Regions from separate parts of the Rattus norvegicus genome. Here region 2 is linked to region 1. A link is a contact called in public Hi-C data. All regions are on one chromosome and are shown on one strand. The core of a region is the stretch at or near the end of the contact, and the rest is flanking DNA. Distances in the headings are between cores, read along the strand shown. Region 1 holds the start of Uhmk1 (U2AF homology motif kinase 1). Region 2 has its middle 20 kb from the start of Sh2d1b.

Region 1 (3,943 bases), core at 249-2,748:
AAATCAAATAGGTTCCTTGCCTCCCTGCACCCACAGCAAGACATCTGGAGGACAGTTCCAGGAAGCACAGTGGATTTCTACCAAGCGGTCAAGGACCCAGAAGCCGTCTGCATTTCTGCTGGGTCATGAGTGAGGTAGACTTGTTTTTGTCCCTAAACAACTGTTCCCTCATCTTCCATAAGTAATCAAATTTTACATGGATTTTCCAGCTTGTCTGGGGCTAACTAGGGTCAAATGGCTAGCTAAGCACTAGCTAATGTGGTAAGACTAGGAAACTGAGTATGATTATGGGTCTAATCTTCAGCAGAATCAGAGTTGTGCTTCTTTGGTTTCTTTCCCCATTCTGAAAACTATGAAATGCTGAAAGGCAAAACAAACACATAGATCACAACGATAAAAGCCCCATCGAAATTGGCAGAACCCTGTGTTATTGATTGGAGAAAGGAATGTTTCTATATCCAAGACAATGTACTTTGGATTTTTTGATCCAACAGGTCTATATTCCAATATTTGTATCTGGGTTTTATTCTGTCAGTTGCTTCGTGGACATAAGGTGACTAATCTGTCTTTATTTAATTTTTTTGTTTTTGTTTTGTAAGATTTACTTATTTCTATGTACACTGATATTTTGCCTGCATGTTTGTGTAAGAATGTCAGATCCTCTGGAACTTGAGTTATAGACACTTGTGAGCTACCATGTGGATGCTGGGAATTGAACCCCGACCTGAAGAGCAGCCAGTGCTCTTAACTGCTGAGCCATCTCTCCAGCCCCCGACTAATCTGTCTTTAGCTTTATACTTATTTTTTTTTTAAGCAAGAGATAGAAAGTAACAGAAAAGAAAACACGGCATCTATGTGAGTCAAGCAAGATTTTCCAACACATCCTTGTCAGTTATGCAGGAAGGTCTCATCGACTAGACCTGTAGGAGTGGTTGCAACCACCTCAAAGAGAGATCAGGTATTTCTTCTGTGTTTATCACTGTCCCAAAGAAGGTCAGGGTTATATTAGAAAGGGAGGAGTAATGATGGATATCAGGAAGACGTGAAAGCTTTGGGCTTGTAACAATAGGTAATAAAAAATAAGATAGCTGCTGAAGAGACAGTTCAGTGGCTAAGTGTCTTCCCCTTGAGAGGACTTTGGTTCCCATCATCTAAACCCGGCAGCTCACAATCTCCTCTAACTTCAGCACCAGAGGCTATTATCCTTCTTCTGACTTAAACATATGAATACAAATATAATAAATCTTTTAAAAATAAGATAAATAAAACAACAACAAACAATAATCACCGTATGTGTTGCTGGATCCAGGGCCTTCCTTGCGCATGTAAGACAAGCACTTACTGTGCTACACTCCCATATCTAATAATTAAGTTTAATATTTCTTAGTCCTTAGCTAAACAAAAATTTCCCCCTGGAGGTCCCGCCCCAATTTGCTCCTCCCCCTTCAGCCTGTGGGATTGGCTTTCTCCCACTTCCGGCCGCTGGTCTGAGCACTCCCGCTTCCGGTGTCATGGCAGCCTGAGGTCCCGGGAGTCGGTGCGGGCGCTGCAGGCCCCTCCCTGCGGAGCCGCGGGTCCGGGCGGGGATGTGACGGCGGGCGCCGCGGGCCTGCCTGGCGCATCGTGTCGGCTCGCGTGTCCTCGCCCCAGCCCGCACCATGGCCGGGTCCGGCTGCGCGTGGGGCGCCGAGCCGCCGCGCTTCCTGGAGGCCTTCGGGCGGCTGTGGCAGGTACAGAGCCGCCTAGGCAGCGGCTCCTCGGCCTCGGTGTACCGGGTGCGCTGCTGCGGCACTCCAGGCTCGCCCCCCGGCGCCCTCAAGCAGTTCCTGCCTCCGGGAACCACCGGGGCTGCCGCCTCGGCTGCGGAGTATGGTTTCCGAAAAGAGAGGGCAGCGCTGGAGCAGTTGCAGGGTCACAGGAACATCGGTAATAGTGGCTGCCCCTCATCTCCTCCCCAAGACCCTGTCCAAGCATAAGCGTTCTCTTCCTGGCCCCGGGTCTTTGGTCCTTTAGGTGGGAGGAGAGGATCGGGCCTCGCTAGTTATCAGGCTATGCAGATCGCTTTTCAACCTGCTTTTACTCCGCAGTTGTCTGAGGTATACGGTGGAGGTGATTGTTACGTAGCAAATGCTTAGTCAAGTACGGTTTGCTTATGTTTCGTCCGGGAGTTAGAAATGTCTCTGCAGTGAAAGGCATGAGTCTGCTAGGTTGTTATGTCTTGAGTGGAAAATTCTGCATCTTTTCCAAATGGAAAATATTCCTAGGGCGATGGCATCATTGTCATCTAATGACATACTACTAACAACTCACAAGATACATATTTCGTGTGAATTTGGGAGAGGGAACCCGGTATTACGTGGAAGTTCTGGAAGTGTGATATTTAGGAGCAGTACATTTGCTTCAGTAAGACTTTCATGACTCAGAGATTTAGAATGTGAGCATGTTTGGGCCACTGATAGATGAAACTAGTCTTCGTTGTTATTCCCCTTACAAACGGAGAACTTGTAAGCGGTTATAACTTTGGTTAGTAAAGAAACGCCATAGATCTTGGCAAATAGAACCCATGTGTAGCTTGAAGAAAGTCTTTTTTTTTTTTTCTTTCAATAATACTGATAGGCAGAAGAATGTCCTAACGCTAGTGTTGTTTTTCTTTTTTCTTTTTTTCCTTAATCTTACTAAGTGGTATATCACTGTAACTTTGGTGTTTGACGGGCATTTTTTGCAAGCCTCAGTACTTGATTATATTAGATTTTTTTTTTTTTTTTTTTTTTTTTTGGAGCTGGGGACCGAACCCAGGGTCTTGCGCTTGCTAGGCAAGTGCTCTACCACTGAGCTAAATCCCCAACCCCTTATATTAGAATTTTATCTGTAATCTATGTGTGTGCATATTTATTTATTTAATATTTAAAGATTTATTTATTTAATGTATGTGAGTACACTGTAGCTGTCTTCAGACACACCAGAAGAGGGCATCAGACCCCATTAGAGATGGTTGTGAGCCACCATGTGCTTACTGGAGATTGAACTCAGGCCCTCTGGAAGAGCAGAGCTATCTCTCCAGCCCCTTCAATTCGCTTTTTAAGGGTTACTTAATATTATACATTTTAAAAATAATTTTATTTTGATGCCTTAAGGGCATATTCACCCACCACTGAGTGTTGAGTTCTTGGTGAAACACCTTGCGCCATATATTGGCCATGCCTTATTTTATTTAAATAACCCACCTGTCCAAAGATAGTGCTCACTGGAAAAATAGTGAGGTTTCTTGCTTATCATTGTGATTCTGCTCTGTGGGGTGGGGTTGTGTGAATGTGTCTCAGTGATTCAAGAGCCTTTGCTGGTCTTGCAGAAGACCTGAGTTGAGTCCCCAGTATTTCTGGTGATTTGGGCCAAATGACACTGGGGAAATGCTTGAGGAAGTTTTCATTAGACTTTAAAAGAAAAACCTCAGCAGCTGCTCTGGGGAGGAAAAAGAAAATAAAGAAAACGCTGTGCTGCTAGTGGTAAGCAACTTGAAGGAGCCGTGGGGAGTGGTCAGGCAACCAGAAGGCCTGAAGAGGAGCCTTACAGAAAGTGTTTGGGAAACGCATAGACAATGCTTACCTCTTTAGCATGTTAGGCCCTTAGACAGGTCATTGACCCACCCAACTGGATTAACTCTTAAGGGAGGAGACAATGTGAAGTCTGTCAAGAGCAATGGTTCTCAACCTGTGGGTCAAGACCCCTTAAGGGGTTGAGTGACCCTTTCATAGTGGTTGACACCATATCAGATATCCTGCATATCAGATATTTACATTATGATTCATAACTAGCAGTATAGACAAAAAGTAACAACAAGAATAATTTTATGGTTGGGAGCACGTGAAGAACTATGTTAAAGGGTTGCAGCGTTCAGAAGGTTGAGAACCATGGAAGTCGATGGAATTTTAGGTTTTTAGTGCAG
Region 2 (3,962 bases), core at 1,432-3,931, 48 kb before region 1:
ATAGGTGTTCTAGATTTGAACTTTAGTTTAGAGGGAAGGGAGTCTCTCAGTTTAACAGACTAGTGAAGAATAAAAATCTGTAATTAAGGAAGGTAGTTCAATTTCCTCACCCCATCTTGAGGTTTCTACATGCTAGGAATTTAGCCCCTGGTGTGTGTAGGACTGGTAGGGGGGTACTAAGATGTCAGGTGTAGCTGATCCCTCTTTCTATGAGCTTGGCATTTTTTTTACATTTGCTCATATAGAAGAAAGATGTTCTAAAAGAGAGAGTAGGATGAGAAGGGGCCCTATGGACTTATGGTTGTCAACACCAGTTCTGGCTACTTCATGTTGAACTTGAAGCATTGTGGTGGCTAAGGTTAAGCCCCACTCCCTCGTTACATCGTGTCATTTGGTTGTTCGGTGATCCTTGAATTATTGACTTCTATTTATATTCAGTCACCAAGATATTATCCATGTGAGTCTGAGTGGTCTATTTGTATAAAGACTTATGTTAACACAGGTTAACAAATAGGCTTAAAAGAGGCCTGTGGATATAAGATTCAAAATGAAATGGTAGATTTTCAGGGGCTGAATTAAGGAGGGACTAGAGGCTTGTGTAATGGGAAGAGAGTCTAGTATCTGAAAGACGGATAAAGCCAGTCCTGTGGTTATTTGTAGATAATGTTTGCCTAATGTGGGTGTACTTCACATTACTTACTGACAAACTGAAGGATGATTAATGTGTTAAATGCTATGCTATGTATATTTACTTGCATTCAAAAAATCCTGTCATATTGTTAAAACATTAAGAGGTTTTAATCAAATAGTTATTACACACACACAGCAAGACATCTGGAGGATGGCTTCAAGAATCGTAATGGATTTCTACAAAGCTGTCAAGGACCCAGAAGCCTTCTGCATTTCTGCTGGGTCATGAGTGAGGTAGACTTGCCTTTGTCCCTAAACAGGCATTCTTCGCTTCTTCTATTAGTAATTGAATTTTACCCGGATTTCCCAGCTTGTTTGGGGCTAGCTGGGGTCAAATGGCTAGATAAGCACTAGCTAATGGAATAAGACTAGAAAACTGAGTACCATGCTGGGTCTAACACTCATCGGAATCAGGTGTGTGATTCTCTGACTTTATTCCCCATCTCAACACAGTGAAATGCTGAAAGGCAAGATAAACACATAGGAGACAAGGATAGAAGCCCATTGAGAATGGCAGAACCCTACATTATTGACTAGAGACAGGAACACTTCCATAGCTAAGAGACTGTACTTTGGGGTTTTTGTCACAATAGGTCCAAATCCATCCAAATCATATGTTACTATCTGGCTTTTGTTCTCCCAGTTGCTTCATGGACACAAGCTGACTAACTGTCTTTAGTTGTATGTGTGTGTATATATATATATATATATATATATATATATATATATATATATATATATATATTTAAGAAGGAGAAATGACGTGGCATAGAAGGAAACACAACACTCAAATGAGTGAAGCAAAACTTTCCAACAAATCCTTGTCAGTTAGGCAGGAAGGTCTCATTGACTAGACCTGTGGGCGTGGTCACAACCAGCCCTGAGAGAAAACAGGTGCTTTTTCTGCACACATCACTATTCCAAAGAAATTTAGGATTAAATTAGAAAGGGTGATAGTGATGGTAGGTATCAGGTAGATATGAAAACCTGTAGCTTTGGCCTTGTCATAGCAGGTAATAAAAAAAGAAAATAAGATAGTAGCTGCCGAGAGCTTCGGCAGTTAAGAGCATATACTGATTTTCCTTAGTGCAGTACGTCCCATTACTCAAACCAAGCAGCTTACAATGACCTGTAACTTCAGCACAGATGATATGACACCTTCTTCTGAGTTTTACCACACATGTGGCATAAACACAATGTTGTGCCCAGAGTGCAAAAACCCCAAAGAGACCACCAGGAACCACAACTCCAATGCAACCATATTAGATTCTTTATTCAAGCTCAAGCTTGGGTCACAAACCTTCCTGATGCAACAGGATAGAAGAGTGACCCCCCCCCCCCCCAGGTCTAGGTAAAGGGGATTTATAAAGGAAAAGGATACAAGCGGGGGTTTCCCAGACTTGGTAAACCACAAGGAGGGAGCATACATCAAAAAAGGAGCATCTTGACCTCGGAAAGGCTTATGTTTTCTTAGCCCACTTTGTTGTTATCAGCTAGCTGCAGTCGCTGTGTCTATTTTGCTATTGCCAGGGACATTTTGTGATTTTTTTTTTCTCAGACCTCGAGTCTCCTTAAGGGCAAATTAACTTATAATATAGTCTTAAAAAGCAAAATGGAGTTTATTCTGCTACCTCAGTCCCTTCAACAGAAACATACAAATACAAATATAATAAATCTTTAAAAATAAGATAAATAAAACAAAAAAATAATCACCTTATGTGTTGCTGGATCCAGGGCCTTTCTTGCCTATGCAAGGCAAGCAATGTACTGTTGTGCTACACGCCCATCTCTAATAAGTTTATTATCTCACAGTCCTTTTTGTTTTTGTTTTTGTTTTTGTTTTCTTTTGTTTAAACAAATTTTCCCCTTCGAGGCCGCCCCCCCCCTCCCCCCGCCATCCCGCTCCCTTAGGCCCGCCTCCTTCAGGCTGTAGGATTGGCTTTCCCCCACTTCCGGCTGCTGGGGTCTGAGTGCACCCTCACTTCCGGTGTCATGGCGACTTGAGGTCCCAGGAGTAGGTGGGTGCGCTGCAGGCCACGCCCTGCGGAGCGACGGGTCAGGGCGGGGACGTTAAAGTCAGTGCCTGGAGCCTACCTGGCGTGGCGTGTCGGCTCGCTTGTCCTCTCCCCAGCCTGCACCATGGCGGGGTCCGGCTGGACTTGGGGCGCCGAGCCGCCGCGTTTTCTGGAGGCCTTCGGGCGGCTGTGGCAGGTACAGAGCCGCTTGGGTAGCGGCTCGGCCTCGGTGTTCCGTGTACGCTGCTTCGGCACCCCGTGCTCGCCCCCTGGCGCCCTTAAGTAGTTCCTGCCTCCTCCAGGAACCACCGGGGCTGTGGCCTGGGTCGCGGAACATGGTTTCCGCAAAGAGAGGGCAGTGCTGGAGCAGTTGCAGGCTCACAGGAACATCGGTAATAGTGGCTGTCCCAAGCCTGTGCGTCCTCTGCCTGGCCCCGGGTCTTTGGTTCTTTAGGTGGGAGGAGAGGATCGGGCCTAGCTACTTATCACGCGATGCAGATCGCTTTTCAATTTGCCTTTACTTTGCAGCTCTGAGGTGTAAGGCAGAGGTGATTATCACATATTAAATGCTTAGTAAAGCCTGTTTGCTTCAAGAGGCAGGAGCACTTCTGTTACAAACTCAAGGAACCTGCTTCATACATTTCACTAGTTATCGACCCTGGAGTTTAAGCTTTCAACTGGGCAAATAATCAACTCTGGCAAATACCTGCCTAGGAAATGGGTCAGGGTTTGCAGCTACCATGGTTACAAAACGGCATTTCTAAATGCTGCCCTCTGTCTGGAGTAGCTAACGTATATGCTAAGATTCTTCCACGGAAAGTTTCTGGGGAAAAAAAATAAAAAGAGGTGACACTTCTTAACTAGGCATTCCAGACGAAGAGAGAAAATGATAGAGAAGAAAATCTTAATTAAATTGTAGTAGCTGGAATGATCATGCAGTCCTATAATCCCTGTGTGAGGAAATCTGGAATTTGAGGCCAGCTCACTCTTCTTAGGAAGTTCCACTACAGCCTCAGTCAGCTACATAGTGATTGAGGTTCCAAATGTGTGGATCCTGAGACTCAAATGATGCATGGAGTTACAGAGAGAGGCAGTGGAGGGAGGAATGATAATAATCAGCTTATAATTGGTCAGAATCCATAGAAATGTAATATTATAGAGAAAAACCTTTTACAGTTGAGGAAAAATAATCAGCTATAAAGGAGAATACATACAGTTAATATGTTTTCTCAGTAAGATGTGTATGCACAAAGTTAA

Evidence for each region. Hi-C and Micro-C count contacts between places; a contact is called where the count stands out from the background.
Region 2: a Hi-C map of mammary epithelial cells shows a contact between it and region 1, with 18 times the contacts expected there. The contact joins the enhancer-like site here to the promoter of Uhmk1 in region 1. A contact is called at or near these places in 3 of 12 Hi-C or Micro-C datasets (hepatocytes, mammary epithelial cells and psoas muscle).

Annotation. Positions count from the first base shown.
Region 1 is chr13:84,946,616-84,950,558 of GRCr8, reverse strand. Uhmk1 (U2AF homology motif kinase 1) reads left to right here and starts at 1,498. Exons shown (of 8, transcript NM_017293.2): 1 at 1,498-1,926. The coding sequence starts at 1,659. LOC130014439 (a long non-coding RNA gene) reads right to left here and starts at 1,415. Exons shown (of 4, transcript NR_185294.1): 1 at 1,289-1,415.
Region 2 is chr13:84,995,805-84,999,766 of GRCr8, reverse strand. No RefSeq gene overlaps it. Among named protein-coding and RNA genes, the nearest start is that of Sh2d1b, 20 kb to the left of the region's middle. Within about 2 kb of position 2,681, at least 90 of the 93 cell types and tissues checked have an H3K27ac peak or open chromatin away from gene starts, as enhancers often do. A contact at or near this core is called in hepatocytes, where this site is marked.